Linked DNA regions of Gossypium hirsutum: region 2 is linked to region 1. Evidence: chromatin contacts called from public Hi-C data. All regions are on one chromosome and are shown on one strand. Each heading gives the region's core, a stretch centred on a gene start, on an enhancer-like site or on the middle of the called end of the contact. The rest is flanking DNA. Distances are from core to core; before and after follow the strand shown. Region 1 holds the start of LOC107944242 (classical arabinogalactan protein 5). Region 2 has its middle 14 kb from the start of LOC107922632.

Region 1 (3,967 bases), core at 986-3,485:
TAGGTGCAATAGTTCGTATTTCATTGTTTCTTTCAATGAGATCCTTCCTCGATTGTTCGCCTCCAACTGAGTTTTTTCCTCTATCGTCCCCATTCGTTTTGACTCTCACCTCTTTCGGTTCCTTTCTCAACCATCGGCTCCACAATGGTTATTCTGCCCTTTTGGGTGGAGCTCTCAAAGTGATATCCCATCCAAACTCAGTCTATGTTGTCCCCATCGTTAATCAGATTGGGCAAAAGCTTTCTCCATGCTTTAGCCTTCCACATAGAAAGCAAAATAACGATAGCTTCTCATACTGAAACGTCGCCTATGTAGGTTTATCCTGGCCGTACACAATACGTTTCTTTCTTTTTAGTGGGATCGAACATCCAAACGTACTCGGACCCTGATGTATTTCTTCGCTCCTTTAGTTGCAAGCACCGCATCATAGTCTAGAAAAGCCCTTATAAAATTCCCAATTATTTGGCCATACCTTCTAACATGTATCCGTAGCTTGATTACGGATTTGTACCCAAAAGTTTGTATAAAAAAGTGGAACTTGAAGCGGATCTTCCCCTATGTGGAAAATTATTAAGTGTCTATTGAAAAACCAAGGTAAACTATCAACTACCCTTTTTATTCAATCTCATTGTAGAAACGGAATAAGATTCTTTTGTCTTCAATTTTTGTAATTGTAACTCCTTCAATCGGGTGCCATAGTTCTGCTAACACATACTCCATAGACGGAAAGTGTACTGCACTTTTAGTTAATACTCTCCCTACCAGACAGAAGTTGAACTCGTCTTCAACTTCATCTTCTTCTTGCCCATATGTCGGTTCTTCTTCTTCTTCTTCATCAGCAAGATTTTTGGCTGAAGCGGAGATAAAATCTCCAACGAAACTGCGATTACAGCAGACAAAAAGAAAGAAAATAACGTGCTATACTTTGGCAGACTCTTAACTTTAATATTCCTAATTTCTCCAAACAACGAAATTTAGTATTTTTTAAGTGAAATCCAAAACATTTCATTAGTATTAATTAAATAAGAAAAAGAAGTGAAATAAATTAGGGGGATTCACTTGTATATAATCTACACACTTTCCTAATTATTTATATAATTAATATTTTAACCATTATATTTAATTATCTACTCATGTAAATACATCTATAGTAAATTTAAAATTTTTATTTATTATTATATATTAATATATAGAATATTTTTTATTGATATATTGTAAAGGTGCTAGTGTTACATCTTCTACAAGAGAATCTTCTCGAATGTTGGACAATGACTGTATAAGTAGATCATTTTTCATTTAAAGTAGAATTTTAATTCTGGTTTTAATTTAGTAGGACAATTTCATTTTTGCTCCTCCCAAATGATAAAAGCCAAAAAATTTGATAATCCACACAATAATTTTATTTATACCAAATAATACATGCAAATGAAATAATAATGTGGAAACTACTCTTAACAAAAAATTAAATCTAAAGAATCAACGCCGATCCAATAACCAAACTCGCCGTTAGAACAACGAACCCCACTTCGTAACCAGATTTTGAACCGGACTCATCATTAACCGCTGGACCCTCCGCACTCTCCGGCGACGAACCCACTGGAGTGGCCATCGGCGGGCTACTGGTCGATGGGAAAATCGCAGGACTCTCCGCTGGCGTCGCTGAACTAGAAGGAATATTGGCAGAAGACTCGGGAGTTCCAACCGGACCTTCCGCAACAGGTGGAGCCCCGACTGGAGTCATGGACGGAGGAGAACTTGCCGCTGGTGATGGAGTCGCTGGGGATTGAGCCGGGGGGCTAGAAGAAGCAGGCGGAGTGGCAGTAGGAGATTGAGAAGGTGTGGGCATAGCAGTGGGAGTTGTTGCAGGCGGGGGCGATGTTATCGATGGGGAACTCGCAGGAGTTGCCGACGGAGGTGATGATGAAGGAGATTTAGAAGGCGATGTGATTGGAGGACTTGAAGAAGTGGTGGGAGCTTTCGCCGGAGACACAGGAGTTGTCTTTGGCGATGGAGAAGGTGCATTATCGGCTTTTACTAGGATGCCAGTAACAGAAATAAAGAGAACACAAATAGAAACATTGACGAGTCTAATCATCTTTGCTTTCTAAATTCTTCTCTATTTGCTTTGATGGTTGATGATTTTCTGTTTTTAAAGATGGAAAAGGAGAAAGTGAGAAATTTATAAAAGTAGGCTTTCAGAATTTGAAAATGTTAAGTAACAGGTTAAAGGATTTGATTAGGATAATTACAGAAATTTTGACCGTTGGGAGTGTATTTCAAAAAGTTGTTTCTACTAAAATAGCCGTTAACTCTAATTTGGTCGCCTAGGGTACCAGAAAAGTAGACCCGATTCCAAAAATCTATAATTATTTATTTCATATTCATATATATTTTGAAATATTACCAAATATCTATTAAAAAATAATAATTTATAGGCTAAACTACACAAATAGCCACTCTACTATAAAAAATTTTCATTACATAGTTCAATCATTTTGGTCACTCCTGTTAAAATCACAAAATGTCAAACTACCGCGTCACTACAAAAATTAGTATAATAATAAATTTAACCTTTAACATTTACACATTATATCGATTTAGTCATAATTTTAAAATTTTAAAAAAATATATAAAAATACATAAATATTTTTAAAATATATAATAAATTTAAATTTTATATTAATATTAAATAAAATAAAAATCCCCACTCCTTCCCCCACCACTGTCTCCGCCCCCCTCTCCAAAGTTTTAAGATATTAAATAAAATAAAAATCCACATACTAAAAGTTTTAAGATACTTCCCTATACCCTCCTCAACGTATTCAACGAAAACAGGTGACAGAAAATCAACTTGTGAAACTGCTAGAGGTCAAATACGCAATATGACAACAGATATTTTATATTGCTCTACCAATGACCACTCATCCTCATGCCGCAACGGTTTACAATGTTTCTCCCTTAACAAAGAATTCACTCCGCATGAACCAGTTGGTATCCTTCAGTCATGTAGTTGTACCTCCTATTTTTATATATTATGTAATTTATAATATAAATAAAAATATTAAGATAATTACATATAAAAATTTAATAAATAAGTATTAAAAAAATAATATGAGTGGACTTAAAACGAGTCATATTTCGAGTTGGACCGAACTTAATTAAACACAAAAATATTACTATCATACATAAATCCGACCTAAACTCAGTCGGGCCAAACCCATAAAAATTTATTTATATGTATGTTGATTGCGTTTTATGTAAAGAATAGTTCACTCTATATCTCCTCGTATTGAGACTTCCTCCTTTAAAGAAATTTGCATTAAAATAAATTCCAGACTTGTTAACCTTACAATCAATGTGTATATTATCACCTGAATCTCTTGTAAATACTCTATAATCAATGTGGTATCTATCATTTGAATCTCTTAGAATATTTTTATTTCTTAATTCAATTACATTAATTTTATTTAACTTCTTCCAAAAATTATCAAAATGTGGGTCTACAATTATTTGGTGGAAATATATAAAATTTTAAAGTAAATTTGAGTTGTATAGAAAACTTGCAAATGTCACATTATTTAACCCAAATTAAGTAATTTATAAATAATAAAAATCATAAAATCATCACAGAAATATAATCCTAGTGTTTTATTCTTTTACCGGAAACCAAACTGCAACTAAAGTCTCCACGCTGCGGATCTCAAATCCAAGGGCCTAAAACTGCCTCTTCCTTCTTTTCACCGTACACGTGTTATTGAGATGACTAGTGGGCCCTATCATAACTAGCTTCTCTTAAAGCTTACACGTGTACCCTCTGTGACCTAACTGGGCCAACCCGATTTCGAGTAGGCCCAAATTTAAGAAACCCGAAATTACTATCAAATTCATAAGAATCATACACGTGTCAGTGATGTGACAGATGGGAAGCTACTTCGGCCTACCCAAATTATTCGGAGGCCCACCTTTA
Region 2 (4,142 bases), core at 556-3,055, 96 kb before region 1:
AGTTCATGTCAAGGGCGTAGCTAAGGGGCTACCAAGGCCCCCAACCCCCCTAAAATGGAAAAATTTTCATTTAAGTCCTTTAAAAATTTTAAAATTTAAATTAGTAAAGGTAAAATTGCACTTTGGCCCTCTAAAAATGATAAAAATTTGATTTAATCCTTTAAAAACTATAAAGATATAAGCTATTAAAATGGTGAAATTGCATTTTTAGTATCGTAAAAATTACAATTTAATTTTGACTTCTCTAAAAAAAAAATTTAACTTCACCCCTAGTTCATGTGTAGCTTTAAAATTTATCCCTGTTATTAATTTCAGTTAATTACTCGTTTTTTAACTGAATTTCTTTATAACCAAAATTTTATGATAAAATTAAATCCGATAGTGGGAAGATTAATTGAAGTAATTGAGATTAATTTGATTTTAATAGGATTAGGCACGCCAGCCATTAGACCTAACCTTTAATTATCTGAATCAAATAAACTTGAAAAGGACCTCACTCGGCCAAGGGAAATTAATGGACTCCTGAAATTAGTAATAATAAAAATCTTCTTCATATACCCTACGTAATAACATAGTGTTAATAAATGCAGAAAAATCTTTTAATAAATGAAAAGAGAAATTTTGAACAGTTATTTATTTAACAAAACCCCATTCAATACTGTTTATATCAAATGGTTCATGATTAAGTCTAAACTTTATAGTAGGGAATTTTTCATTTAAATTGTTAGTGAAAAGATAAACTTGTAGAAAGTATTCTGAAAAAGCTTTTTGAAATTCAACCAAATACTCTTCATATGCAGACATAAGTTGTATAATATCAATTTTGGTTCTTAGGCTCTCGTTTTTCGTACACTGAATCGCTTTCCCGTTATTTCAGACACGATTTAACTCAAAATAGTTAAAATTTTGTTCTTATCATTCAGTTATTTAAATTTTTATATAATTATTTTTGTCAAAATTTAGTTATTCTTTTTGGTGACACCGGCAGATCCGATTTTGGGGGTCGTCTGGAGGTGCGGCCGTCCAGGACCCAAGGCTGAAAGGGGTTCAAAATATTATTTCCCAGTTGTTAAGGGGGTCAAATAAACATTTCTTTTAACTTTTAAAGGCCAAGAAAATTTTTTTACCAACATTTAAGGGGTCAAAAAAGCTTTTTTAGCTTTTAAAGGGCCCAAAATTTTTTTTACCAACTTTTAAGGGATATAATTTTTTTTCAATTTTTAAGGAATCTAAAACCTCATTTTATTATTTTACTCAGGACCCCAAAAATGTGAAGAACGGACCTAGATACCGGCATTGAAGATAATTTTTTTTGTCATTTTTTAATGCACACTTTTTTTAGTTTTCCATTTTAACACTACTATTTAATTTAAATATATGTTTTATATTGTTTTCTTATTTAGTATTTTTTTTAAAAATCACTTTTTTCTGTACTTAGATATTAGTGAAAATTTAAATTAATTAATACAAAATTTAAAAGAATCATATAATATAATTCAGTTAATTCATACCTCCAAAACTATGACTCATATGATAAAAAAATTAAAAATAAAATTGAATAAGAAAAAAATCAATAGAAAACTAACTATATACTATTACATAAATTATATTGAGTGATAATATATTTTACTCTAGAGCTTTTAAATTTGAGTTTAAAAATACTTTTAATTTAATGTTAGTAATGATTCTATGCTTTTAAGCACAAAAACGCATTTGACAGGTAATGGAAATTGGAGCCTAGTTGTGAGAGTACTTAATTCAAATTAGGGCGGTCTTTTCATTCAGTGGGAACATAACTTCTCGACAGACTGCATTCATCTTTGACTTTGAATTTGTCAAGTCGGGTACAAAGCCGGCAACTCATTGTCTTGCCTTTTTATGTTATTGACCAATAAATTTTAAAATTGGGCATAATAGTAATTTTAATATATAGTGTGAATTTAATTTTGATTTTATTTAACACTTAATTTTTATGCATTGTGCAATTTTCTTTTTACAGTTTTATTTTTTTATAACCTTTTCATCTAAAATTTTTTAAAAAATTTATTAGTTAAATTTGATTGAAAATATATAAAAAAAAGGAACATCAAAAAAAATACAAGATAACATTTTTTTACCTTTTTATCATTATTTTAAAATTTACTCTCAGTGTCACAAATAAAAATAAAACTGTAAAAAGAGATCAAATTACACAATATGTAAATATTGAAAGTTAAATTTTTTTAGAATCAATACTAAAATGACAAAATTTATAAGTATTGAAAGTTAAATTATTACTATGTCAATTTTAAAAGCTGTCAGTTGGTGACTTAAAAAAATAAAATTAAATAATGAGATGATTGTCTTATAACTTTTTCATAATTTAATGATAAAAGAATTTTACTATTGTAGTTTAGACTTTTATTTATTTATTTTTGTTGCTTCCAAGTCAACAACATCATGTAAGTCACCTCAATCCATCTAACTCAATAACCATACTAGTGGCACCCACTAAACACTACAAATTCTTTTACGTTTACTATTCTTCTTGGTTAGAATTTTTGTTTTCTCTTATTCGCTATTTTTCTTTGTTTTCCGTTTTTTTATATGAAAAATACAACCAGAAAAGCATTTTTAGTTAAAAGAAAATAAACCCATTTATAATTTATAATTTTTTTTATTGAATTGATGTCACAAATTAATTTAATTTAGAAAATATTATAATTAGTAATGAATCAAGGGTTGGCAGAAGCTCCGACTTTCTCTAAAATATAATTTTTTTTATTTAGGTCTCTTTATAGTTTATAAAATTTTAAATTAGTAATGATAAAATTATATTTTAGCCCCAAAAAATGATAAAAATTTATTTAATCTTTTAAATATTATAAAGATATAGGCTATTAAAATAATAAATTTATATTTTTACTATCGTAAAAATATACAATTTAATTTTGACCCCTTAAAATAATTTTTGACTTGGTCCCTAATTATAATTTACATATACACATTTTTTGGTGATATACTTTTTTTTAATTAAGGTACATTAAAACTAAATTTTTAAAATTTATAATTATTTCTTTTAATAATATTATTTTTAGGGTTTAGAATCTTAAATCTAATTTTTTTTTTCAATCTTTACCTTTTTTGTGAATACGTGATTATTTGATTTAATCTTTTATAATTCTATTACTTGGAAGAAGAATCTAGCGGTAGAGGTCCATCAGTACACATCACAGCAACTTAAGTTAAAAGGCAAGAAATACTTTTTAATCATCTAAGCGTCAAGTTAGGTTTGTGATTTGCTGCTTTGTCAACTTTTTCAAAGTCGCTTTTTCAATGATTATTTTGTTTGGTTACATCTCTACATAAAAGAGGCAAAAGGGGGGGGGGTGATTACACTTCTTCTACCCATTATAAATCAATAAATCATTGAAATTGAGATATTTGTCGTTGACGATATGTAAATTGTATTTATTTCTAATAATTTAATGTCATATTAGTATTTTTATCTTGAATTTTAATATTTTTATTATATAAAAAATTAAATTTAAATGAAAAATTTAAAATTAAGGATGAAATTACTGATGTGGCATCAAACTATTGGAAAGAGATAATATCTATATTTCAGACAATCCATTTTCAGATAACTAGATATAAATACGAGTTGGTGCCCTAGTTGCAAATCCTATCATTAGAAGCAAATAAGGGGTGAGCAAGTATTTTGACTCTCAAAAATAGAAAAGTATCATGAATTTATCTATTTAGATTCAAAAAAGAGAAAAAAAAATTGTTCAATCCATTCAAAAAAATGATAAAATCTTAAGTTAGTACATAATAAAATTATACTTTAATGTTTGAAATTTTGAACTCAACTTCGCTCTCCTGAAAAATATTTTAAATTCATCTTTACTCACCATGTGTGCTTTTAGGTTTAATTTATCTTTTTTTATAGATTTTATATAAAAAAATATAAAAAACCTCAAAATAATATTTTATTAATTATTTTAAATTTTTTTCTTATCGAATTGAGGTTGTTGATTCGTAACATTAACTTAATCAAACACTTAAATAATAGTATATATATATTAATTAAAAAATTATTTATAGTTGAGTACGAGGAGTCATTAAATGTATAGGAATATTTTTCTAGAACTAGAATTTGG

What was found. Hi-C and Micro-C count contacts between places; a contact is called where the count stands out from the background.
Region 2: a contact with region 1 is called in a Hi-C map of leaf, with 2.3 times the contacts expected there. The contact joins the enhancer-like site here to the promoter of LOC107944242 in region 1. A contact is called at or near these places in 8 of 34 Hi-C or Micro-C datasets (anther, callus and leaf).

The regions. Positions count from the first base shown.
Region 1 is chrD01:11,932,213-11,936,179 of Gossypium_hirsutum_v2.1, reverse strand. It overlaps LOC107944242 (classical arabinogalactan protein 5), which reads right to left and starts at 2,235. Exons shown (of 1, transcript XM_016878063.2): 1 at 1,378-2,235. The coding sequence starts at 2,095. The coding sequence ends at 1,469. It overlaps LOC121213841 (nuclear transcription factor Y subunit B-3), which reads right to left. Exons shown (of 1, transcript XM_041087047.1): 1 at 3,578-3,967. The coding sequence ends at 3,928.
Region 2 is chrD01:12,027,749-12,031,890 of Gossypium_hirsutum_v2.1, reverse strand. No RefSeq gene overlaps it. Among protein-coding and RNA genes, the nearest start is that of LOC107922632, 14 kb to the left of the region's middle. Within about 2 kb of position 1,805, at least 2 of the 9 cell types and tissues checked have an H3K27ac peak or open chromatin away from gene starts, as enhancers often do. A contact at or near this core is called in leaf, where this site is marked.